Linked DNA regions of Mus musculus: regions 1, 3 and 4 are each linked to region 2. The links are chromatin contacts, called in public promoter capture Hi-C maps. All regions are on one chromosome and are shown on one strand. The core of a region is the stretch at or near the end of the contact, and the rest is flanking DNA. Distances in the headings are between cores, read along the strand shown.

Region 1 (7,095 bases), core at 2,232-4,731, 2.8 Mb after region 2:
TTGCCTGTGATTTCGTTTAACTCCCAACCATTCTGGCACCAGGTTATGAAAGTTAGAAAACTTTTACTTTTTTTCAAAGTTACTGAAAACCAAATTTTCATGTGCAGTTTTCATTTTACTTTTTAGCACAAGAATTGTACAGAAATTTGGAAATGCCCCTCTATTCTCTGGATCCCTAATTCCACTACTTCAGAATCACAATTATGTATAAAAAAAAAAAGTACTTTTCTTAAATATAATACTTCTCAACACTCAGCTTCATCAAATCTATGATGCCATCAAGTAAAAAACTACTCCATACAACATATTACTATTTTAATTTCATTCATACATATAGCATATATAATTGAACTTCCTCTACACACTGTAGATTCATTTGCTCTAATGCTCTTGATCCATTAGACACATTTTGAATGCTATTCGTGGTTGTCAATTTGACTATATCTGCAATTAAAAAACCCAAGAGGCTAAGCACTCCTATAAAGGATCTTTTTTTTCTTAATTAAATCATTTGAGGTGGGAAGACCCACCTTTAATTTGGGCCATGCCTGTTGGCAGCCCATATAAACACAGAGAAGATGGCAGCTCACTCTCTTGGCCTGCTTGCGCTAACTCTCACTGGCAAATCCATCCCTTGCCTGGCAGTAGAACCTACTCTTTGGAACTTTGGTGCATATTTAAGACCATCTGAAACGTCTAGTCTCATGAGCTCAACAACTCCGAGCTTCCTTCTTGGACATTCCTGTAGTGGACAGCCACACAGCTGGGTCACAACCTGTAAACCACTTTAATATTTATGTTCACTGAAAACCTTTTTAAATTTAGAATTAGATTGTTGCTTTATATTACTACATTGTTTTCTTGTATTTCTGAATACACAGTAACTTCATTTTGACTCTAAGTCACAATCACTAAAAGTATACATAAAATAAAAATTATACTTAATAAGCTAAATACCAACATGGCACACAACAGAATAACATTAACATTTATGAGGACATTCATAGCTGACACAATGAAAACTATGTTACCAGAAGGTAATCTAGAGTGGTCTGAAGATGTAGATAATTTAAAAATACATCCCAGTTTCAGATATATAAATGTGAGAATTAATAGCAATCATGTTTTTTTCTCTTCTTCCCTTCATTCCAGTCTTGCCTTCCAAACATTTCCCCAGTTGCTTCACAATCTAATTGCCAAGATATTCTACAGCAACATGGTACCTTTAGACCACTTTAAATTCCTGTTGCCATTTAACACATATGTCACAAGTCAGAAGGTAAGGACAAGTAAATACTTTGGTAAATGTGAGGACAATGTGCTCCATAAACACTCACTGACATTGATCCCACTGCTAAGTTTTTAAACCAAGCCTTGCTAAAACCCATAGAAGACCTGAGGCTGTTTCTGGTGAAAGCTCCTATTTATTCTAGATTCTTATCCCCTTACTGGAGAGCCCTTTTTTCTCTTTACTGATGAAGACACAGGAAGTTCTAGCCATATTAAATGATGACAATGGGGGGAGAAAGTAAAATTGATTACTATGAAGGGATAATCCATGCTTTTCTAATATTATGACTTAATTCAAAACCTTTTCTCCCAGTAGAAGACATACATAAAATGCAAAAGGCTTGGCTAGGCCTCCTGTTATCACAGTGAACAATCTTTTATCATTTCATTTTTAAAATAAGTTAACCAATCACTTCAACCACACCATCACGCCTACTTCCAATTCAAGAATGCAAATAAGAACAATAACTAATGGACATTTGACATTGACATTTACTCTCCACCATGTAAGATATCATTTTATACACCAGGAGAAAGTATATGTATTGTCTGGATTCATCCAATTATTATACGGCAAAACCATGATTTTAACTTATGTTTGTCATTCTGAAATTCACACAATTCACTCAAAATGTTTCCCAAAGCCTAAATGCTTTCATTATTTGGGAAACACACTCAAGACCTGACTGGACACTTAGGACCTTTATTGAAGACACTGTTATGTTCCCTTTGAGGTAAAACAAAAGCCTCCTAACTGATCTCCTTTCTCACTTCTGCCCCCAGTCTAAGAGGGCTATGGAGTAACCCTCTTAAAACGAAGCTGGGTAACATTACTTGGCCTTGGAAAACCTTCTATGGCTTTCACTCCCCCTGATTAGCCCACACTCTCTGTCTGCATCATGAATCCCCTCTCTCAGTTCTGAGCCCACAGGCATTGGTCAGACCCCTTCATACTTTGGTAAGTTTCTGTTGCATGGCCTTCGCAATGGCTTGGCCTTATGACTGACTGTACTTCTTGAAGGTTTTCTCTATTGTTAATTCTATTTGTGTCACCTCCTTCCTAGAAAGCCATCTTTTCCTTGAGAACCTTCTCTGGCAACCATGTCAAATAATCTACCTTTTTTTTTTTATGGCTTAATACCTTTTCTGTGCAGTACTTATAATCTAAAATATTTAAGTATAAAATGCCAACACTAAAAAGCGTTTAGTGCTTGTTGCAGGGAACCCAAGCTCAGGGCCCAGCACTTACACAGGAGCACACAATCACAGGTAACTCCAGGTCCCAGGGGTCTGATGCTTTCTAGCCTCCGCGTTTACCTCCACACAAGTTTTGCACAAAAACTCACTCGGGCATGAACACATACCCATAAGTAAAACATATCAATATTAAAATACAGAGTGTTCACCTTACTTTTAATGCTGTACTTCAACAATAAGCCCTAGCCGAGAGGCAACGACTGGGATTTTTGTCCGTTTCGTTGACAGTCATTTCTACTTAGTTTATGGATCTTTACCCAATAACTAAACTGTTGCCGGGAGTATAGTGGTAGCTGGTGTTTCTAATATCTGTTGAAATCAAGGAATCTCCTTCTTCAACCCGTCCTCACGTACAAACACTGGAAATCCTTTGCACTCTCACTTAAAAGGAAACAAGGTAATGCATTCACCCCCTGCCTCCAGTAGCATGCTCTCCCTCGGCCACGTATTCATTGCCCAAACTAAGTTGAATCAAAAGGGGGCACGTGGGTGGAGGTTTTGACCGCGCTTCCCACTACTACACAGAAGGTCAGGTTCTTTTTCCCGGGTGAGAAAGGGAAGAACTCTGGATCGGGACACTCACATGAAGCGGTGACCCAACCGCAGCTCTTGAGCAGCCTCAGCCGGGAGAAGGAAGGGCCAGCCTCCCGCAGTCCCCGGCAGCGAGAAAGGACCCAGGAGGCTGTCCCTGATAAATGCCTGAGCGTTTCACAGTTTCACCGCTCATCGGCCGTCCGCTGCCTGCGCCAGCTCTCTCCCTGTACCACACTGAGCTCCCATCTCCCATTTCCTTCCTCCCTCCCTCCGATCTTCCCTCACTTCTTTCTCACTCGCTACATTTGGCTGTCTGTCTGGGCAAGGGACAGGCGGCCGGAAGTTTTGGGGTCTTCCCCCGGGGTTGCGTCTCGGCGATGTGACGTCATGAGCAGTGGCCGACCCGAGGCGGCGGCGGGGGAGGGGGTGCTGGGCGCTGTCAGTGGAGCGAGGTGCGCGCTCACCCTCGGGTTCTGAGCCGGGGACCCGGGAGGCCCGCGCGGACGGAGGCGTGTCGCTCCGGCTGTCACCTTCCCTAGGCGGCCTCTTGTAGACGCGCCTGAAATGCAGGACACGGCCCACTAAGCACTGCCAGGCATAGCTTCCGCGCTTAGGAGCTCAACCCCCCAATCTCTGCGTCCCCAGATTCAGGCAGGTATTCTGGTGTCGCCGCTTGCCTGGCGTTAGTGGGTGGGACTTGTGGGACAATCAGGTACTGTGAGTGACCCGGCCATTCTGCAGGAACCCATAGAACCAATCTGTGGAGCTGCTTGCTGTTGTGTTTGTCTCCAAACTTCCTTCTCCCTGAAGCCCAAGTTCACCGAGTCTTAGAAATGCAAATACGATTTTACTCTGGATAAAATCCACGTCTCCCCACTACCCCTCTTTTTTCCCCCCTTTTCTCCTCCTCCTCCTCTTCTTCTTCTACATTTTCGACTCACGTGAGTCATCTCCAATCTCTTTAAGAGTTTACATTGTGTCTTGTTCATTATAGGTGCAGGCCATGTTTGTGGTTTTCAGTGTTCTGGCTACAGAAACGTCAGACTTAACGTAGAAGTTTCAAAGTATTCCCTGAGTAAATTTTCCAAGCCAACTACCTGCCTACATGGCTTTCTCTTGTAATCTCTGACTTCATCGTTTTCATTTTTCACTCTCTTCTAGTTACCAAGTGTGAGCACCTGTGTGTGTGTGTGTGTGTCAATTTTTTGTTCGTGAGCTTCATGCACACCAGAGAGATAGACTGATACTGAAATTTGTTTTCTTGCTTGTGGTTTATCTTTTTGAGTCATAAACACTTGTCTGATTTTTCAGTTGTATGTTATTTAATGTCTATAACGGAAAATCTAATATATCATTGTAAAAGTTAAATATTAAAATGCTGAGGTTATGTCTCACCTTTCCTATGACTTCAAGCCTGCTATGTAGATATAACTTTCTGTAATTTTGCATCTACTCATTGAATAAGAAGTTAAGATTCAAGTAGACTTAAGCTAGCTCACAGTATCGACAAGATTCAGAATAGTGGTCATAACTATTTTCACATGAACTTTTGAGTATGTGTTTTGACTCCTCTATTATGATGAGAATAGCACTGGCTCTCTCCATTTATCACCAAGAAAACAAATTCGCCTGTGTTACCAAGTTTTCAGGTCCATTAATTCTGAAAGCCTATGGGAGACTTTATTTGGCTCCCAATGAACAGAGGAGCCTTGTGCTCTACAGGCTTCTTGTAGAGCAAGTCTGAGGTGTGCATTGGATATGAAGTGGTTTGCATCAAAACTTTTCGTAAAAACAGGATGGGCATAACCGATCTGTGGTGGAACTAATGTGTATATCCTTTTTATTATAAAGAGCACACATTAATTTCAATTGTCAAACCAGATTGAGGCAGTCTAGGGTTTCTCTCCTGGTCAGTCATCAAATGCATATGGCTATTAGTACTTGGCTTTTTATGTTTTGAAAGCAAGTAGTATCTTTAAACAAAAAGTTATGACTAATTAGCTGATGAAGTCTAGCAAATAGTGCTATCATTAATTCCTAGTGTAGTCTAGGGACACCTGCATTTTTTCCTTAGCAGGACTTTTACTTATACATTGTCAAAATTAGTCATAGTTCCTAAGTGTGTTGTTTAATCTATGTGCAGAAAAACAAATGTTCATGGTAGTAGGGATTTATAATTACTTTTCAGTGCAAACCCACACAGTGTGCTAGGTCACATTTTTTCCTTCCCTCAATGTCATGACCATGGACCTTTTTGTAATATCAAAGATAATTCAGGTTCATTCTTTCCCTCCAATGGTAAGTGTGCTTGATTTAGTAGATTGTGTGTTTAGATATATTTTTAACCTTTCTCCTTTTCAAACCCCCTTCCTCTGTTTTTGCCTTTTGGTTTCTCTTTGGAGAAAGCATGCATCCCCTTCTATGGCTACGTGGCCCTGCAAGGTGGTGCATGTGTGTAAGCAAGTCCCGGGGAGGTGAAGGCAGGGGGTTAGGAGTTCAAGGCCAGCCTGGGCTAGGTGAGGACCCTGTACAAAGCAGAACAGCAAAGCAACAGCACACCCCTCCTCAGTTGCAGGGATAATTGAATGGGAAGATGAAATCTTCTAACTCTTCTCTTTTTTACGCTATTGAAAACCTTTGAAATTGATTTTGAGCTGCAATATAAACATGTGCTTAGGTGTTTTTCTTTCAAACATTGTCTTTAAATTTTTAAACTGACTTTTTTAAAAATACTTGCTCTCAGAGTATCATGGTTGTTTTGTATTGTTTTTCCAAGTTGACTTTTAATTTTTTTTTTTTTTTTTTTTTTTTGGTTTTTTCGAGACAGGGTTTCTCTGTGTAGCCCTGGCTGTCCTGGAACTCACTGTAGACCAGGCTGGCCTCGAACTCGGAAATCCGCCTGCCTCTGCCTCCCAAGTGCTGGGATTAAAGGCGTGAGCCACCACTGCCCGGCGACTTTTAATTTTAAATTGAGAAAGTACTGGATTAATGTTAGCTCATTGTGTCATAAAATTCTTTCGTTTTGTAGATCATCTTAAAGGATCCAAGACTACAAAATGTTTCCTCTGAAGGATGCTGAGATGGGCGCCTTTACCTTCTTTGCCTCTGCTCTCCCACATGATGTTTGTGGAAGCAACGGACTTCCTCTCACACCAAATTCCATCAAAATCTTAGGTCGCTTTCAAATCCTTAAGACCATCACCCACCCCAGACTGTGCCAATATGTGGATATTTCTAGGGGAAAGCATGGTAAGATCTTTCTCTTTTGAATTTTATGTTCACTGCCTCAATTCCAGATGCAGTTTGAAAATACTGCGTCAGTATCTGTTGACAAGCAGTCAGGACCTTGCTCTCTGTGCTTCAGAGTACTCTTGACTGACTTGACGTGAAAGGGACTCTTACTGTCTCACTGTTGCAGTTGCCTTTACAGAACTAAAGTAGTGGAAAAGTGTGTGCCTTGAGACAGCAGTGTTGAGTGCCGTTGAGTTCTTTGTACTGGACTGAGCATGTGGAGATAAAAAAGTACATGAAAGTCAACCCTTTGTGCTTTCTGATATTCAGCCATGTTTTCTATAAAATACATTTCATATGTTTCTACCTAATGGTGAAGACGACCTTCATAAATATTTACTTTTTCTTTGTTTCTCTGAAAAAGCATACTAAGCTATACTTGAAATTGGATAGCTCATTTTTGAAAAAGTATTTGCTCTGAGAATATTTGGTTTTTGTAGGTTATGAGCAGAATAATCTTTTGTTATGATATCTCTCATTACGATGGTTGACTAATTTTCAACCATAAAATTATTTTTGTTGATACATAATAACTAGTTTTGCTACTATTATGAAACATAATGTAAATATTTTTGGAGAAAGAGATTTGCTAAAGAAGTCACAACCCACTGGTTGAGAATCACTGACTTGTAGCAATGAATAATCTTTATCATATTACTGTGCGGTAGGAACAGTTACAGTGTTGTTTTATAGATAAGGAAATTGAGGCAGAGCATGATCCCG
Region 2 (6,306 bases), core at 3,035-5,534:
TTTCTTAAAATAAATGTATCTATGTATGTATGTATGTATGAATGTATGTATGTATGTATTTATGTGTGTATGTATGTATGTATGTATGTATGTATGTATGAATGTATGTATGTGTATGGGCGTTTGGTCTCCATGGATGTCCACACCGCGTGCATGATGCCTGGTGTCTGCAGAGGACAGAAGAGGGTGGCAGTATCCCTGGAACTGGTGTTAGAGCCGATGGTGAGTGGTGATATGGGTGTTGGAACCTGGGATCTTCTGGAAGATTATCTGGTGCTCTTAACCACTGAGTCATCTCTCCAGCCTCTAGATTTCTTCATTTCACATCTGTAGCGTCTTTGACACCCCTGTTGACAATTTAACTTCCTTGGCTCTTGGGCTTCCCTCCCTGTGGCAGAGTTCTGAGAAAAACCAGAGGCGGAAGTGGTTTTTATCCCTGGTCACTGCCCACTGTTACGGGGCCTGCTGAGAAGATGAAGGTAGAGGGCTTATAGCTCCCAGAGGAGAGACAGGGAGGGGCTGAGCACAAGACACACCCTGGGGGGAGAGGGGCTCCACCTTGGACACTTCTCCATCAAATCCCAGTAGTTATTCGGCTGTGAACTGACCACTGCTTTGATGTCTTGATGTTTATGATCCAGTGACACCCCTCAGCAGTACCAGCAGGTGGGAGACAGGCTGCTTCCAACTGTGACACACACTTCCTTAAGCAGATGGGTCGGAATCCATGTTTATGTGAGTTCTCTGAGGCAAACAAATTAGAGGGTTGGCAGAGTTAGCGCTGGAAATTGTTAGCACTGACCAAAGTATGATTCTCAAATTACTTAGAATATATTCCCTGTGTTTCATTCCTAGCGTAGGTGACAAGCTAAAAGCCTTTGGGATAGTAAATTCCATAAAAGCGAGTGGTAATCAGGTATGGGGCCAGTCCCTCCTGTCAGCCAACTTTTGGTCTCTGCTGGATCTGGCATGGCTTACTAGTTTTGTTTTGCTTTTGTTTTTGTTTTTGTTTTTTTTGTCTTCTTCCTTCCAGGGAAGGAAGCTTGCTAGGTTCCAACAAGTGGCTGTCTGGCAGGAATGTGCGTCAGACTCACGGAAGTGGACCTCAACCACTTACTGTTGATAGTGCTTGCTTTAAAAGTCTAAAGTGACGCATCTGTCATTTGTAAGTAAGTTACTGCAGCTTGGATGGAAAACACAAACTCATATTTGAGCACTTGGTCGACAGCTAGTGGTGCTGTTTGGGGTTGTGGAACGTTTAGAGGGCGTGGCTAGAACTGGATGGAGTGGGTCACTATCTGGAACCTGAGCCTTTAGCTCTTTACCCCAGGCCTGCTTCTGCTTTGGATCTGTAATGTCATCAAAGGCCTGAGTATTAAAGGCTTGGCCCCCAGTCCCAGCCACTACCGAAGTTCATGGACACTGGGGCTCCCCTCTCCACCCTGCCTGCCTTTTGCTTGCCATGAGGTGAGCTTCTTCCTCTGTCATGTACTCATACCATGCCGTGCTGCTTTGCCTCAGCCCCCAGAACCATCGGCCACCCAATTGGACTGACTTAGTTTGGGTTTATTGCTGTGAGGAGAAACCATGACCTCGGCAACTCTTTTCTTGTTGGTTTATGTTTCAAGACAGGGTTTCTCTGTGTCCCAGAGCCCTGGCTATTCTGGGCTTCCTTTGTAAACTAGGCTGGCCTTGAACTCCCAGAGATCTGCTACCACACCCAGCTATCAGAGCAACTGTTATAAAGAAAAACATTTAGCTGGGGCTGCCTTACAGTTTCAAAGGTTTAGTCCTTTATCGCCAAGGCAGGAAGCATGGCGGCGTGCAGGCAGACATGGTGCTGGAGGAGGGAGGAAAGTTCTATATGTAGATCTGCAGGGAGCAAAGGAGGCTGTGTGTCAAGCTGGTTATAGCTTGAGCACAGGAGACCTCAAAGCTCCTCCCCACAGTTAGCAACTCTTTCTCCAACAAAGCCACACCCACTTCCACAAAGCCACGCCTCCCAATGGTGCTGCTTTTATGGGCTAAGGCATTCAAACACATAGAGTCCCTGGGAGCCAAGTCTATTCAAACCACCACAGAGACCAAGCCCCTGAAGCTAAGCTTTATTTTGTAAACATTTTTCTTTTTCAGTTGCTTTGTCTAAGGCATTTGTTATAGGAATAGGCTGCAAACCACCAATGAAAAATTTATTGAATGTCAAGTTAGATGAAATGTTACCTCAAAATCCATAATTACAGTTAGATGTGCACGCTATACCTCCAGCACTCTGGAGGCTGAGGCAGGATAATGGGTTAGAGGCTGGACTGGGCTACAAAGGGAGACCTACCTCAAAATAAATAATTAAAATAAAACAGCACAAAATAATGAAATCCCTTTAATTACATAGACTATAAAATTAATGGAGTCTGGAGAGATGGCTCAGAAGATATACTTGCTGCCCTGTAGTGGGTTTAATTGGGCAGCTCACAGCCACCTCTAACTCCTGCTCTAAGGTCCTTCTTCTCAGGACTCTATGGGCACATGGAAACATGTGCATAAATAACCGTGCAGGTGTGTGTGTGTGGGGTGTGTGTGTGTGTAAGTGAAACAATAAGGAAGGTGTGATTGTGCCTATCTTTAATCCTTGTACTTGGAAGGTGAGGCAGGATAATCACAAGTTCAAGGCCAGTGTGAGTTATATAGGAAGATCATGTATCAAAAGGGGAAAGAAGTAATAACAATGTTTTGAGATAAGAAGGTACTAAAGCATGAAAAGCAGTCCCTTTTATCTGCTCCTTTCAAATTTGTGGAAGGCCAGCCAGTCGAGGATCCTGCTCCTATATAGTGAGATAGAGATGCATTGTCAGGACTCAGATAAATAATGAAAGTCATATCCAAAGCATAGGCAGTCTTGGGAGTCAGACAAGCCATTCAAACCAGGACGGTGGTCGACACCCTGAAGTTCACTCTCTGCTAGGTCTAGGCAGCTGGGCTGGGGATGATGAGACCTAAATAAGTAAAAAAATAAAAATAAAAATAGACCACACTGTTTCCCCAAACAAGAGAACGGAGAGCAACTCCCAGCCATTTTCCCTGAGCTTCCCCCATGAAAGGCACGGTTCTGAGTGCAGGTTTAACTGGTCACCACCACTGGAGGGAAAGCTTGAAATGCCATGTCGTAATGACAGAGAAAATCATTATTAAGACAATTGAATATTACTAAGCCTAACCCTCTTTACTTGCCATCAAGAGGGGCCCAATTAATTTCGGACATGTTTTCGGGGCAAGGAAAAAGGTTTATTCAGTAAGCAAGACACAGCAAGACTTCCACTGTCTTATTTTAATAGAAATGGTGACATTGAGACTAGTGAAGGCCAAAGGCTGTGCAAAGATACCTGCAGATGCCCAAAGCCTGCTGCAGCAGGCATGAGACTACGCATGTGTGAGCCCGCCCTGCCCTGTTAAAGAACCTCCCTTATGTACACACATGCACACACACACACTTCCTACACACATGCACACACACACACTTCCTACACATATACGCATGATTAAGTAGTGTAATAAAAGACTCCTCAGTCAGCTGGTAACACCTTAACATAATTTTTATCATCTATAGTTGCTTGCTTTTAAATGACAAGGTGGCACACAGTAGGCACAATATGACAGGAAAGGCCATGGTCACCATCACCTACAGATAGACTGTCGTTCTTAGAATTTATGCATGCACTGCCAAACTACCCCTACTTTTATAAGCCAGACTTAAACATCCAGGAATTGGTAGAGTGCTAGGCTAGCATGCGAGAGTCCTGGGTGCAGTGGCACAAAGACAGTTATCACAGCACTGAGTGTGGGGGCTGAAGGATCAAGGTCAGGACCTCAGCTACAGGAGACTCAGGGAAGGAAGGAGGGAGGAGAGGGGGTTGGGGGGTGGGAAGAAAGTCCAGGAGTTGCCTCCGTTTTGTTTTGTCTAAAGCCCTGTCCAAACAGCAGCAGCAACAACAACAACAAAAACATGAGGAAAAAAGCCCTCTGACTGTAGAGTAAGCTCTCTACACTAAACTGAGCACTAGATGAAGTGGCGAAGAGCGATTGTCGGGCGGGGACGGCAACACTGAGTTCACCACCCTGGACGTGAAGTTGCCCTACTTGCTCCCCGGGCAGTGCCCTCTTCCCCAACACTTACACATACACATATGCTTACACACAGCCAGGCTCTGTGCAGGAGGAAGACGCAGTGGCGTCCTGGCGTTGCCTGGGTGACAAAGGGCCCAGTTGCTTGGGGAGGCAGAGGCGGATCCTGGGGCGGGGCAGGAGGCGGGGCGGGGCTGGCAGGAAACGGGTGGACGAGCGGAGGCCTCAGGGCTAGGACACCGGTGGGAGCTCGCGGGCAGGTAAGTGCGGACACCCGTGCGTGCGTGGGGCACGGGGCAGAGAAGGGTGGTGGCCTCCGGGGACTGCTAGGACTGACAGAAGTGGGCTTGCGGCGCTGTGCAGTGAAGGACGTAGCAGCGGTATTTTGCTCAGGCTAACCCCGCCGAGCGCTTTTGTCCTCACGTCCGCTGCTTCCCGGCTGTTTAAACTTTAGAGGGCGGCGCTTGCACTGTGTAGTGGAGAACTTGGCTCTGCAAGTTGAATCCTGTTTTTGTTGCTCGCGTCTGTCTGAAAAGTGGGAAGAGGAGGCGGACCAAGGCTTGGGGCACAGGCCTGCGGTAACCGGGCTCAAGACCCCTAACCAAGGCCAGACCTGGGCGAGCACCTCCGCCACAGTGTCTTCTGCAGCCAGCAAACCTGTTGCTGTCTACGCGTTAGCCCCAAATAACTTTTCTCCACACAGTGATAAACTGCTAGTTCTTGCTTCCCTCAGAACAGGCTTCCTGTCGCCTATCAAAACCGACGTCAAGCCTGAAAAATCTTTAAGGTCTATCAGAGACGGCCTTTATTTCAGAACTTCTGTCCTTATTCCAGAGGAAAACTGTAAAAGTCCCCATGGTCCTACCAGGAGTGGTCCTATTGGACACACAGGGTCTAGTGGTCATCTCCAGTTTAGGGATGAGTAGTGAGGGGTGGGAAGCCAGGTTGGGGGAGGGCACCGTGCCGCTCACCCTTTTGTTTGATTCCTTTCCTCTCCTGTTCAGTTCTATGTGTATGTGCCCTTTCCAGAGTATGTTCTAGGGAGGTGAGTTACTTCTTACAGGTTATTAAGTAGATGGTTGACAGGGAATATGGGTAGATTCTCATGAAGGTCACTAGTTTGGAAAGTGACCTTTAGTGGAATGCCTGGTGACATGTAGTACAGACTTTGTAATCCACCAGTGCCGGGCTTTCGGTTCCGACCTTAGGCAGGACTGGCCCTGTTCTGTGTTCTTGAGCTTTGGAAGTAGTAAGATAAAGTATCTACCGTCCCATGCAATCAATTACAGTGGCTGATAGCTTTATCTGGAGGGTACCATAAAGAGAAAAAGAGGTGAGTGATTTTATACAAATTAAACTAAGGAGCTCAGAGGCCATGCTTACTGTAGGGTCGAACAGTAAAGGAGAAGTGAGACATGGCCAAGACTGACGATTAATGCTGTGTACAGTTTTGAGAACCAGAACAGAGGAGACCACACATTTCTAACCCTCCTATAGGCTATCTTAATCTCTGCTACAAAAGAGGCCAAGGCCGGAAAGTCTCAGGTTCAAGGTCAGCGTAGATAACACAGAACAGCTCTTGGGGAAATGCTGTGCCATATACGCTTTGAAGCTGCTTTGCTGTGAGCCAGGCTCTGAAGACTGCGGCAAAAGGAATGTGAATTTGAGGCCAGTCTGGGGTACGTTGCTTTTGAACCCTTGCTAAGGCAAGACTCTCTTGAGAAGCCTGCATCCGTGTTGTGCTGGGTAGTCTTATGTCAACTTGACACAAACTAAAGTCATCTGGGAAGAGGGAGCCTCAGTTAAGAAAGTGCCCAATAAGATCAGGCTGTAGGCAAGCCTGTAAGGCTTTCTCTTAGTTAGTGATCAGTGTGGGAGGGCCCAGCCCACTGTGGTTCGGCCATCACTGGGCTTGTGGTCCAGGGTTCTCTCTAAAAGAAAGCAGGCTGAGCAAGCCAGTAAACCATCTGCCTCCACGGCCTCTGCATCAGCTCCTGCCTCCAGATTTCGGCCTTGTTTGAGTTCCTGTCCTGACTTCCTTTCGCGATGAACATGGAAGCATAAGCCAAATAAATCCTTTCCTCCCCAACTCCTTTTTGGTCATGGTGTTTCATTACATCAATGAAATCCCCAATTAAGACAGATATCTTGGCTATCTATTGTAATTTCCCTACACATATATTAAGTATA
Region 3 (6,550 bases), core at 1,179-3,678, 2.0 Mb before region 2:
AGTGAAGGTGCGTTCTGATCGGGCGTTTTAGCAACAACAAGGCAGAGGGAAAAGAAGTTTTGGATACATGTTTATACAAGTCTTCCAGGTTGAGGGAATGGGCCTTCCAGACAGAAGAAAGGCAGAGATGGGAGAGATGTATGAGGAGACTGTAGGCTGGGAACTAACCCAGCCTGCTTCTTATCAGAAAAGGAAACAGAAAGCGAACAGGATAGAACATGTAAGATTAGGAACTGACAAAAAGCAGATTCTGGAACCCACCACATTGGCCCCGCCCAAGAGAAGAAGGCATTGCAGAGGGCTGTGGCCTTCAGTTCCCTCTCAATGTCTAGGAGGCTGAGGCTCTGGAAAAGCAACTGAATACACTAAGCAGAAAGACGGCAGGAAAACGGCCACTGCCTCCTTTCAACCTAACTAGTTTTGCTTCCATTTTGGTTTCTGTCATTGATTTTCTATGGAAAAATTCTGTGTAAATTTTAAATAGTTTAGAAAGGAATTTTCCAGAATTATTCAATTTATAATTTGGAGTTCTGGTATCCTTAAAACCAATCCAAAAAGAAGAACAGGAGAATATCTCCATGATGAAAAATTAAAATGACTTTTTGGAATGTTTTATGTTGTTAACTCTAATTCTCCTTCAGATAGTATGTGTACAAAAACAGCTCTATCTATGTGACATTGCATGGATTTTTAAATTTCATTTGCAGGTTGTAAAAAAAAAAAAAAAAAAAAAAACCAAAACAAAACCCTAGATGATAGGCTTTGTGATACTGTTGCCAAACGATTGATCACAAAAGTTTGCTTTCTGCATTATCGAGTTGGGCTGTACCAGTTCTGAGCTCCTGATAAGAAGTTCCCAGGTGCTGATATAGTAGGATCTCAGGTGTGTTTTTTTCCATGAGTGTGAGGACTTAAGAGTATACAGGTAAAGTATGTAGCAAAATTACAACGACACAAGCAACATGCAGAAGCAGGCAGGAAAATGAAATTTCATAGTACAATAGAGGAAGCAGGCATGTGATAGGGTATCTATTCTCTAGAATGTATATTTAATTTTTTGTTTCATCCCCTTTCCTTGTTCTAGTAACAATATCAGTAAGACTAGAGTTCCTGGCGCTGTCCATGTCATTGTATTGCTAAGGTCCAGAGATGGTTAAGGGAAGGATTTCACATATGCCATTACAACCATTTGCACATTTACTTTTGGAAAGGGAGTTTTAGTTGCTGGCTGTGTTTTCCAGTTGAGCAAGAGTAAGAGGAAATCAAGACCTTCTCTATTGAGACATGCATGGTACAGTTTGGTAAGAACACCGCCCGCAAGGGCACCAGCAAGATCTCCTAGCTACCAATTTATTTGCTTCAGTCACTGGCTCCTATATTGTCACATAGATGAATAATTACTGTCTACACGGTGATCAAGCCCACATTAGCATTATTTTTGTTTCTTAAGTAATGGGTTTTATTAATGTATTTAGTTATTAATGTACTTAGTGATATTAGAGGACAAGTTACAGGTATTATTAACTGATGATTCCAGAAGTCTAGGCTTACTTATGTGATTTCTAAAGGTCTTTGTATCTGGGGGATTTTTGAGTAGCTAATTACTGTACTGCCTGTAAAAAAAAAAAAAAAAAAATCGTCCCACGTAGAACTCCATCTTTACATTCAACTGCTAGTCTAGTCTTACAGATATCTGATGTTATAATTTCCCTTAGTCTTCTCAATGATATCCAATTCTGAGAACTTTAAAAGTACCCAGTTTCCTTATTATGTCTGTTACTAAAGCTTCCTTCCCTTTGGTGCTCACAGCAGGCAATTTTCTTTTTTTTTTTTTCCTTTCCACTTCTAAAATGAAGTTCAGCTCTGCTCGGTGGTGCTGTGAAACTTGCTCTGGGAGAGTCCCGGTGTCACCTAGGCACCGACCCGTGCTTCCCGATCCTCTGTGCGGGCCGTCCGCCCACCCCGTCCAGGGCGCGTGCAGTGCTCGGAATTCGAGCGCACGGCGCGCCCACGTAGCGCAAGTTGCCGGGTGGTTTTGAGGTGAGGCTCCGGAGGGCATTTCCACCGAGCCCGGCCCCGCCCGTCAACCGCTCGCCGCGTGCCCAGCCGCCACCCCGCGGCCCGCGCGCCCGCGCTCACCTGCTCGCCCTCGTCCTGCGGCCGCCGGCGCCGCGGGCTCGCCCCGTGCTCCGGCTCCTCAACCCGCCCGGCCGGCGCCGCCCCGTCCTCGTCGCACTCCCCGCCGGCGCTGCCGGCGCCGCCCCGCAGCAGCTTCCTGGCCGAGCACATCCCACCGCCGACTCCGGCCGCCCGCACGGCTGCCGCTGGCCACACCGGGACTCCCGACGCACACGGGAATCCTTAGAAGCGCGCCCGCCGGCCTGGGGGCCAGAAGTGCAGGAGCCGCCCGCCCCTCCTGTCAGCCGCTCGCCCCACCCCCAGCTCGGGGGCGGAACCCCGGGGGCGGGGGCGGGAGGAGGGGCGGGGCCATAGCGGACCGCGGCCCAATGAAGGCGGGACCTGGTGGGTTGGGCAGGGTACTGGGAGGGGCGGGGCCAGGGAGGGGCGGAACCAAGGGAGGTGTAGCATTATTCCAGTTAGTGCATGAAACTATGAATGAGGCCATAGGCTCCTGAGGGAGGTTGTATGTGTCTGACACCTATTAAAGTATATGACATCTGTGAAATTGTGTATCTGTAACTATCTGTACACAACAGACAGATATCCTGTGGTGTGTGTGTGTGTGTGTGTGTGTGTGTGTGTGTATGTGTAAAAGACAGAGAGAGAGGAAGAGAGAGAGTGTCAGAGGTGAGGAACACTGTAACAGACTACATGAGGGAGATTATGTATGAAATCGGCCATAGGTGCATGAGGGAGATTGTATCTGACAGGTTTTTAATGCATGTGAGAGCCCATGTGTGATTGTGTGTGAGTAACTATACACACACACACATACACACACTTAGATGTTGTGTTTAGTGTGTGTGTGTGTGTGTGTGTGTGAGAGAGAGAGAGAGAGAGAGAGAGAAGGAGGAGGAGGAGGAGGAAGTTATGTGTTGTGAGAAAGTGTGTGTAAGAAACATTGTAACAGACTGTAACCAAGTGCTTACAGGAGATTATATGAAAAAGACCATTAGATGCATGAGACCCTGTCTGATAGAGTATTATAAAAGCCTGTGTCTAATTGTGTGCCTGTACACAACAGATTGTGGAAGACTGTATACCAGAGTCTTTTGTGACAGGACAGTGTGGGAGATCATAGGTGTTGAAAGTTTGTGTGAGGATGTAGGTATACAGAAGAGGGCAACTGAGAATAAGAAGCTCATATGAGAGGGAGCTGTGTGCATGAAGGTGTGGGCACATGTAAGAGGTTCTGGGAGTGTGAAAGACCACCCAAACACACAGTATCCCTCCATACCAGCTGCAGCGGGCGCTCAGCTGTGCCTGGGTGTGCTGTTGGCTGCTTGTGCCTAGGAAGGAATGCAGGCTCTCTGTCGCTTGTTCCTCCCCTTTTGCCTCCTCTCCCTAAGCATCTCTGAGTGACCATGCCTATTTCTCTCTGCTTCCTAGTGTGTGTGGCTTGTGGGAGCCCTGGGCTCATTTCCTGGTCTCTCTGCCGTAGTGTGCATTTCTAGAAATGGTTTAAAAATTCTCAGCGACTGGTAAGAGAGAGAAATCGAGTTTCTTTTTCTTTTTTCTTGCTAGCCCATCATATAAGGGTAAACTGGGGGGCATGAAAGTAAAACAACGAATGGTTTTGCTTTCCTTTAATCCGTGCATTGAGGAAAAGGTTATGGTGTAGCTGGTATATCAGACTGTCGATGGAAATTATTTCCTATTTAACAAATAGGCCCAGAGACGAGTAACTCGTTTGGGAAAGCCTCTTTTAAAATGCCTTCAGGGGCTGGAGAGATGGCTCAGCGGTTAACAGTACTGACTGTTCTTTCAGAGATCCTGAGTCCTATCCCCAGCAATCAGATGGTGGCTCACCACCATGTGCAATGGAATCCAATGCCCTGTCCTGGTATGCAGGTATACATGCAATAGAGCACTCAGATACATAAAATAAATAAACCTTAAAAAAAGAAAAGACTAGTACCCAAAATGTCTTTAGGCCCAGCCAAGGAATTAAATAGGCAGGGACTTACAGGCTTATTTTAAAAAGTGGTTTTGTTTTGTTTGGGCTAGGCAGAAGCTTGTCCCTTTTGCTCACACCTAACACACACACTCTCTCTCTCTCTGTGTACTCAGTGTCTCACAAAAACACCCTTTCTTATACCCAGTCTGTTACACTTTGTAATGTAACCTAGTTTCTTTCTTACAACAGCATCTCACAAATCCTTCTTAATGGTTTCTGCCAAACATACACCGTCCCTAGAGACAAGAAAAATATGCTTTTGGACATCACAAATTAGAAAAAAAAAAGAATCTGGCTTAATGTCTGTCTTAAAGGTCTTTAAAATCTTCGATGACAGCAATAAATATTGTATGTACATAATCAGAAAGAGGAAAGCATTTAGTGGGAAAGGCTGGGAGGACAAGAAAGAGAGTGTAATGGTGTGTGTGTGTAAATATGACCAAATACTCTCTCTTCTCCTCCCAGCTTTTCTCACTAGACACTTCCCTCTTTCCAAACAGGGTGGCACTGGCTCCTGGTTATATACATTATCATTCTTTTTGTCTAATGGCAACATTTCATTTGAATTTTGGAATTTTTCTCTTGACTATTGTTCCCTATAAATGATCTTTAAGAAAAACCAACTCGCCGGGCGTGGTGGCGCACGCCTTTAATCCCAGCACTCGGGAGGCAGAGGCAGGCGGATTTCTGAGTTCGAGGCCAGCCTGGTCTACAAAGTGAGCTCCAGGACAGCCAGGGCTATACAGAGAAACCCTGTCTCGAAAAACCAAAAAAAGAAAGAAAGAAAGAAAGAAAGAAAGAAAGAAAGAAAGAAAGAAAGAAAGAAAGAAAGAAAGAAAAAAAAAAAACAACTCTAGGATCATATGTAGCAGCCCAGAGAACCTTAACCTTCCCTGCCAACCCTGTGGACTTAAGACATTTGTGTCTCTCCTTTGCATGCTTGCATTAATACAGAGAGTGCAACAGCTATGCTCTGATCCATTGGGCAGAATAAAGGGAAGCCTCTTGGATCGGTGAGAGCTCAAATAGCAGGAGATGCACACAGACGGGTTAGTGAAGACATCCAGAGCTTAGCTCGCTCAGTGCATGAGTCCTTTAGAACATGCTGTCTGATTTTCTCTTAAACATTCATTCCTTCTCCTCCTCCTCCTTTTCCAAGACAAGGCCTTGCTTCTGAACACCAACTGGCCTGCACTCAAGTCTCTCCTGCATCTACCTCCAGGGGGCTGTGACTGCTGCTGCATGCTACCGGGCTGTCACAGGCTCCTTAATTCTTTGAGAAGTGTCATTTAATGTTTCAGTAGGTCGTTACTGATGGCTAGGAGGCATTGAGCTCAGACAGATAGCTCTACTCTCAGGAAACTTCCCCTTTAATAAGCACATTCTAGTATGCTTCTCTTGGCCAAAGTAAAATAAAATAAAAACTTTTACCAAGGCATGGGCAGAGTCCTATGTCCATAGTCTCTTTCTATGATACACATTTGGTTTTTTTTCCCAAATGATATGCTTTTGTTCCCAAGAATTTGTTTTTCCTAGAGACCCAGAGAATTACATCTTGCTGCAAATCTAATAATAGTATCTACACAAGACATTATTCAGATTAAATCCCAGATCATACACTTTCAAGTGCATTTTATGGGAAGAGTGGGCTATTTTTACTCTCTGAGCCATATGAGTAACAGCTAAAGAAAGCTATCAGCCACTTGCCCGTGGGAAATATAAGATTGTTATTACCTAGGCAACCACAACATGTCAAACTGAAATTTTTTTCTAGTATATTTGCCTGTTTCCCCAGGAATTAAGTGGAACAGTTTACTTGTTTACAGAGAGTCCAGTGTAGCACAGCATGGCCTACGCAGTTGCTGTAAAGATGACTTTATATCGCACTGTTACCCCTTTATAGCTTTTAATACTCCTTCACTTGATTCATTCGCTCATCTCTCCAGCTGTTGTCAACTTGACACATCATCTCTCCAGCTGTTGTCAACTTGACGCAACCTACACATTCTTGGAAAGAGAAACTTACCATTGAATCTCTTGTATCAGATTGCTATGGCAAATCTATACGGCATTTTCTCAGTTTCTACTCGATGGAGGATCTGGTCCACTGTGTGTGATGTCATCCCTGGGCAGGTGGGCCTGGGCTATGTAAGAAAATTAACTGCAAGTCAGCATAAGAAAGCCAGAAAGTGGCAGTCCTCGGGTCTTTCTTTACTCTAGTTCCTGCCTTGAATTCCTGCCTTGACTTCCTTCAATGGTTCGCTGTAACCTGTAAGGTGAAATAAACCCTTCCCTCCACAAGCTGCTCTTAGTCGTGCTTCCACCATAGCAACAGAAAGCAAAACAGAAGAGCGGGACAGGGTTGCAGATTAACCATCCCAGACAGCCAGTCACTTGCAAAGACAATTTGCC
Region 4 (6,842 bases), core at 170-2,669, 2.1 Mb before region 2:
GCTTACTTAGAGTCTCTTTGGGATCAATCATGCCTGACAGTTCTGGAAAATAAAGAGCATGCCCTCTAGCATCCTGAATTTTAACCTGTATCTTCTGTCAGTGTTGTTAATAGCCCCTACTTAAATATTAATAGTATAAAGTGAAGGTTTCTATGTTATTTCTCTACTTGTGTTAATGCACTTTGACCATGTCCATCACTTTATTACTCCCTTATTCGTCACATTTTTTTCACATGTTCTTCAACTCAGCTTTGAAGATTAAAGAGTTCAGATGGAGCACAATCATGACGCTAGGATTCACAGGAGGCAGAAGGGTCTTGACTTGGAAGCTAGCCTGAGCTACATGACAAAACCTTGTCTAAAAAGAAAACCGTTAACAAGAAAGAGATCTGAGAGCAGAAACTCCGATTTTTATGTTACTTTATTGCCTGGGTTTATTTGGCACAATCACTTGGCAATGTCTTATCTTGTACCTGCTTTGATACAGCTCAATCGAAAGAAGATTCCGTGGCTGTCTCTTCTTCCAAGAAGGAATAATAAACGTTGATCATTAACCAACGAAATTACATCCCTTACTGGAATCTGCCTCACTTAAATGTACTTAAGTCCTTTCCCAGCCGAGGCTTCCCAGCAGAATTGGGGGGGGGGGGGAGGCCCTCCAGTAGACTGACAACAGTGCAGAAGCCACATCATTTTATTGTCCCAGAAAAAGACCTACCTCCCCTGACATTAAGGACAGAGTCCAGACAAATAAACAGTTTCCATGGAAAGACTGTGGGAATTGCTATTCAGGTTCCCAAGCAGAGGGGACGACGGAACGGACAACTAGAACATCCTTGGCAACTTCTACAGTCACTCTGGTTCTCTTCGCTCTGCTCTCCATCGCTCTTCTCCCTAAATAGAAGCCCTCTCCTACCTCTCTCCACAGCTGCCTTCTGTATTTCCATCCCAACCTCCTTGAACTTCGGAAATTAGTGTCCGGGTATCCAGTCGGTCCTCTGAAAGACCCTCACGAGGCTGTTGCCCCTGTCACCACTCAGCACTAGGTGTTGGGCGAAGAAAGGTTGGTTAGCCGGAAGTGACAGGTGAGGAGGCTTCTGGACGGCTTGTGCGCAGGGTGGCAGCATCCCGAGGAAGGTTCCAATCCTGTCTGGCTGGACTCTCATCCGCTCCCCACGCCTCGGGTTGAGCAGAGAGTAGCCACTGCCTCCCAAGGCCCGAGATCAGGCGCACATTCTTAGGGTCCCCAACGAGTCCTCCAACTGCCTGCTGGTCCACCACCCCACAGCAGCTCTTAATCTGGAACCGACCCAGTTCCTTTCTTCTCAAAGCCCAGCTCCCGGGTCACATGCCATCTAGAGCTGCCTCTTGTTGGAGAAGGTGCGGTCGCCCCGGGTGCCCGGCGACTCAAACCCGGTCAGTCAGGAGACCTCAGAGAGGCGACAGGGGGCAGGGCTTCCTGTGGAAAAGGGCTGGACGGCGGCGGCAGCCTCTTGCCTGGCTCTGCGGGGCTTTCCTCCCGGCAAGGGCTTTGCCGAGGTCACTCGCGCGAGGCCGCTCTTGGCGCGCCCGTGGGAGGCTCGGTGGCGTGGGAGGACCAGCGACCTGCGGATTCCTCGAGCTCCCACGGCGCTGGCAGCGACGGTCCCCCACCCCCACCCCTATCCCCAGGCTTCCACCAGAAGGCTCCGCAAGACTCACGGACCTCCAAGTCCCCAGGTACCTATTGGTCACCTGTTTAGCTTGAGAGTGGGGGACTGTCGCTTGCCTGCTTCTCTCTCTCTCTCTCTCTCTCTCTCTCTCTCTCTCTCTCCCTCCCTCCCTCCCTCCCTCCCTCTCCCTCTCCCTCGCTCTCGCTCTCTCTCTCCTTGGCTTGGTTTACAGGCAGTCTTGCACTATATACTAAGGAAAGGTTGAAAAAATATATAGCCAGCGCGATCTTAAGCTTATGAAATACGTGATCTTTATAAAATAAGGGAGGAACCGAACAATACTGGGGGAGGGGAGCGGTGTGTGTGTATGTCTTTCCTCTCCTATTCTTGCAAACTTTTCATCCAATCGGAAACTAGAAGGATGCCGCTTGTGCATTCTGGCTCACTAGCCGACATCCCGGTCCCCCGCCGTCACATGCTGTTATTGAACTTGGGAAATATCCCAGTCCGGAGTGCACAAGCCTCTTCCAGACCCACCTCCCGGCCGTAGCCGGGTCACAGGAAAGCCCAGCGTCGTTGTGATCCGGGATTTTCCAATTTTCCCAGAGGATTCGCATCCGGTTGCTGGGAGAGGCTCCGTGGGGGGTCCGCGGCCAGGGAGGGGAGTGGGGCCGGGGTGGGGATAAGAAGTGGAGGGTGGGCAGAGCGAGAATCGCCAACGCTGGAAAGCGCTGAGCTTGCCTGACGCTCTCCTCTCCGTACTTGGTTGCCCCCACTCTCTCTGAAAGATTGGGAACCAGAAAGGCTGCTGAGTCGGCAGTGCAGGTCTGCTTTGGTGTAAAATTCGCGGACAAATGTCTTCTAAGACACCCGGTGGGGCCATGGCAACTGAGGGAGTTGGGCAAGAGAGTAAAATTATCTTTTGTTTCTTCCAAGTTTCTCTTCCCCTTCTGCCAGCTCGGTGTCGGGTGTTTGTCAAGAAGAGAAGCTTTTTTGCAAAAATAAAAACTCCCTTCTTGTAATCACAATCGCTAGCATATCGACTCAGAGGAACCTCCATTTACAGCAAATTCTAAAAACGTGAGAAACCTTGATGGCATGCGTGACCCCTACCCAGGGGAGCCGTGCAAACTTCCCTTTAAACCGTTTGGACACCTGGCTCATTTTAGTAAAAACATCTCTGCGTAGCTTCTCATCTGTGGTATTTGCAACCAATCAGCCTTGTGCAAAAACAAAGCCCGGTAGTCCTTCACTGGTTTCACAGGACACAGGGGTCAGTTAGGAGCAGCTTGTCCCGCGTGCGCAGCTGGGTTGTCAGTGCTGCGGTGTACCTAACACACCGACACAGACCCCTCTTTTTTCTCCCAGGAGAGGAGACAAGGCTCAGGAGTCCTGATCTAGCTGTGGCCACTGGAAGACTCTCAGGTGAGTGTGTGCATCTTGGTATCCAGCACGCAAAGGGTTAAGCCTGGAGAGTTGGGGGGGGGGGGGTTGGAGGAATTGTGTGTGTGTGTGTGTGTGTGTGTGTGTGTGTGTGTGTGTGTGTAGGGGGGGGTGAAGAGCCATGCCTTTGGCTCCTGTCTGTAGCTTTTCATTTCCTCTCTTTCCTTGTTCTATAATAGTTTCTTTGTTAACCGATTATTACTGTTCCCCAGATGTTCATGTTTGACAACTTTGTGATGTCAGATAACAGAGTAATATACTGTGTAACACACGCATTGCCAAATGATACTTTACTATCGCTAATTCTATTTTATTCCACAAAAATATGATGGCTTATGGGTTTTGTAAAGAAAAAAAAATTGTTAGATATTTGAACAGATCTTCCTGTACCTGGTGTGCCCTGAGAAATCTCTCTTCTCCTGGCCCTTTGGTTCCCCTTCCCAAGACAAACATGGTTACTACTGCAGTCTGTTGGCCTTCTGTGTATTTGGTATTTAAAACTAGCAGAATTAAAAAAACTTTTGTTGAGCCTCTACACACCAGTGGCTTAAAAACCAACCAAACAAACAAACAAAAAACAACTACTACTCTTAAATTTGTTATGTTAATTATTCATTTCTGTTTTTCTACTGAATACTGAAGTGCCAAGGGTTCAAGCTACTTTGTAGAAGGTCCTTGGGCCTCTGGAAGTTAACAGATTAGTTATCTGCCTTCTCCACTCTCCAACCAACCAGCAGACTTGCCAGTGAATGGTAGGCCTGTGCTCCTATGCAGGAGTAAGGGTGATCAGCTTTTGCAGCAAGCCAATGCTTTGGTTCACATCCTCTTATGAGGCAGTGCAGGCAGCCACACTTCCCTCCTTAACAGTGGTGTGGGGTCCAGGTTCACAGCTCGCTGGCTATAGCACATGCATCTGAGCCCCCTCCTTCTCTTAACTTCTATAGTTTGCAAAGTATAACTGTGAACCCTGGAAGGGAGGCAGTTTGTGGAGTGCTAAGAGACAGTGCCTTGGGGTCTGGACCCTGGCCTTGGCACCTTGTTTTGGAGCGGAACCCACTCTTTACATTCTACCTAGCTCCATCTCTCTCACCTGTAAAGGGGTCGTTCATGGAGCTATTCTGAAGATGAGCTGGGATGGCACAAGCAAAGGACCCAGCACCCTGCCTGACACAGGAAAGGCACCATAAGCAGAAACCCTTCTAACTGTCAGAGTTTGTGGCCATTTCATCCTCCTGAGAGGTGAATGAGTTTCTCAGCCTAGAGTGGAGTAACATAGCATAGCCTCAAGAATCACAAGGACTCACCTCTGACACTCTGACACTCAGACTGGAATAGTGGTTCTTCTTCTTTTTTTTTTTTTTTTTTCGAGGCAGGGTTTCTCTGTGTAGCCCTGGCTGTCCTGGAACTCACTTTGTAGACCAGGCTGGCCTTGAACTCAAAAATCCGCCTGCCTCTGCCTCCCGAGTGCTGGGATTAAAGGCATGCGCCACCACGCCCCGCTAGCTTTCTCAGTTTCTATGTAGGCTCCAGAGACTTAACTCGGATTACCAGCCTTGTGCAAAAGCACCTTTACCCTCTAATCCTTCTCTCTGCCCCAGAGAAAGACCTTTGAGCGAGAGTGAACCCAGGGTCTCTCGCACAGGAAAGCATCTGCTGGGGGCTGGGAGCGCAACTCACTTGGCAGGGATCTAGGCACAGTCCTCCAACTGGCAAGGCAAATGCTTTACCAACTGAGCCATTTTCCAAGTTCCTCATTTTATCCTGACATTCTTACTTTCAGTTTTATTTTATAGATTTTTTTTTTCTTTTTTTGGTTTCTTGAGACAGGGTTTCTCTGTATAGCCCTAGTTGTCCTGGAACTCTCTTTGTAGACCAGGCTGGCCTCGAACTCAGAAATCCGCCTGTCTCTGCCTCCTGAGTGCTGGGACTAAAGGCATGCGCCACCACGCCCGGCTCCTGTATACATCTTTTAAACAAACTGGGAATATAGATGGGAAGTGGATGTCTCCCAAGATTCAAAACATCAAATAATTTTTTAATAAATTGCTAGTTGTATCATTGCATAACGTAGCGTAATTACTCTCATTCATGCTGTCTGCTTCTTGAATCATGAGACTCGATCATCATAATGAAAGTGTATTCAAATGACAGCATAAACTGGTTTAGTCAGTTCCACCCACTGCATGGTAGTTAGTTCTTGCTGGCTTTTGTTTCAATTGTTTTTGCCATGTTTGGCCCGAGACTGTGAGGATCCCTTTTGCTGGTTTTTATTTATTTATTTCTAACTTACACTGGAGGATCTCTTACCTTACCTTGCTCAGTGTACTGCAATAAAGTCCAAGAGATAGGGATGAAAAATTAAAATTAAAGATTAGCTGGGCGTGGTGGCGCACGCCTTTGATCCCAGCACTTGGGAGGCAGAGGCAGGCGGATTTCTGAGTTCATTTTGAGGCCAGCCTGGTCTACAAAGTGAGTTCCAGGACAGCCAGAGCTATACGGAGCAACCCTGTCTCAAAAAAACAAAACAAAACAAAACAAAAGTTAAAGATTAATGTCTAAGTTAACGAAAGACATTTTGCTTGGCGGTCATTTATGGGATAAATACATGCAGCTTGGTTTTAGCAGCACAACTTTGTAAAAGAGAGAAAAATAATGTCTGAAAAGCAGACAGCCCTGGGTATGAGGGGGAAGAACGAAGTGGCCTAGATACTGAGACTCGGTCTTAGTTCATTTCTATTGCTGGGATGCGACTCCATGACCTAGGCTTCCATATATAAGACAGAGTTTAGCTGGGGATTGCAGTCTCAGAGGGATAGAGTCCGTGCCTTCATCGTGAGGACCATGGCAGCAGGTGAGGGTGCTTGGCATGGCACCTCACACTGAAGCAAAACCGCCAAGCGGTGAGAATTAACTGGGAACAGAGTAAGCTTTTGAAACCTCAAAACCCTCCATCTCTAGACCTCCTCTAACAGGGCCACACTCCCTAATCAGTTCTATACAATTCCACCAACTGGAGACCAAATATTGAAACATCGGAGTCTATGGGACCATTCCCATTCAAACCACTATCAAGAAAACCACCCTGTCAAGAAAAACAGTAGAGTACAAGGCTGGGATATAGAAGGACCTGGAAAACAGTTGCAGCTTTTGTTTTCAAACCATGATAGTTTTGATATCAGTGTCTAAGGTAGATGGGACTTTAATATTAACCTATTTTTGCTTTGTTATAAACAAACAAAAAACCCCAGTACCAATATAAATTTCACTTAATTATAAAACCTCATTGATGGGGGCTGGAGAGATGACTCAGTGGTTAAGACCACTGGTGGCTTTTTTCAGAGGACCTGAGTTCAATTCCCAGCACCCACATGGCAGTTCACATCTGCCTGTAATTCCATTTACAGGGAATCTGATACCCTGATATTCGGGCAAAATACCAATGCACGTAAACTTAAAATGCCATTTCAAAATAGTTATTGAAGATTTTTGCTTTCCAAGCCCTAAATCAACATAAGCAGATAGAATCCAACTACACAAACAAGTGAGGGTCATTCAGAGGTCGCAGTGGACAGTCAGCAGCTAATGAGTGCTGCCTTCACCACACTTGGTGGAAGGTGGTATGTGGCTACGGCAACAAACAAACAAACAAAAAACTACCAATATACATGGAGCAATCAAGGTCCAGAGTGGAATATAATGTATTTCTATTTGTATGAGAGAAATTATTCTCTGTAGAGTAACGTGTGT

What was found. Promoter capture Hi-C pulls out the DNA fragments that hold promoters and counts their contacts.
Region 1: a promoter capture Hi-C map of pre-B cells shows a contact between it and region 2, with 5 times the contacts expected there. The contact joins the promoter of Tbck here to the promoter of Casp6 in region 2. A contact is called at or near these places in 2 of 39 promoter capture datasets (liver and pre-B cells).
Region 3: a promoter capture Hi-C map of liver shows a contact between it and region 2, with 3 times the contacts expected there. The contact joins the promoter of Fam241a here to the promoter of Casp6 in region 2. A contact is called at or near these places in 3 of 39 promoter capture datasets (the HPC-7 cell line, liver and pre-B cells) and 1 of 9 other capture datasets (liver).
Region 4: a contact with region 2 is called in a promoter capture Hi-C map of pre-B cells, with 5 times the contacts expected there. The contact joins the promoter of Tifa here to the promoter of Casp6 in region 2. A contact is called at or near these places in 5 of 39 promoter capture datasets (the 3T3-L1 cell line, hippocampal neurons, liver and 1 more) and 1 of 115 datasets of contacts at active chromatin or transcription factors (large pre-B cells).

Annotation. Positions count from the first base shown.
Region 1 is chr3:132,680,663-132,687,757 of GRCm38.p6, forward strand. It overlaps Tbck (TBC1 domain containing kinase), which reads left to right and starts at 3,482. Exons shown (of 26, transcript NM_001163455.2): 1 at 3,482-3,732; 2 at 6,110-6,330. The coding sequence starts at 6,138. Aimp1 (aminoacyl tRNA synthetase complex-interacting multifunctional protein 1) reads right to left here and starts at 3,217. Exons shown (of 7, transcript NM_007926.2): 1 at 3,131-3,217. The coding sequence starts at 3,132.
Region 2 is chr3:129,897,131-129,903,436 of GRCm38.p6, forward strand. Casp6 (caspase 6) reads left to right here and starts at 4,285. Exons shown (of 7, transcript NM_009811.4): 1 at 4,285-4,376. Gm46825 (a long non-coding RNA gene) reads right to left here and starts at 4,301. Exons shown (of 3, transcript XR_001783989.2): 1 at 4,187-4,301; 2 at 1,775-2,990; 3 at 1-744.
Region 3 is chr3:127,893,895-127,900,444 of GRCm38.p6, forward strand. Fam241a (family with sequence similarity 241, member A) reads right to left here and starts at 2,429. Exons shown (of 2, transcript NM_027482.3): 1 at 2,140-2,429. The coding sequence starts at 2,289.
Region 4 is chr3:127,788,453-127,795,294 of GRCm38.p6, forward strand. Tifa (TRAF-interacting protein with forkhead-associated domain) reads left to right here and starts at 1,420. Exons shown (of 3, transcript NM_145133.4): 1 at 1,420-1,719; 2 at 3,021-3,077.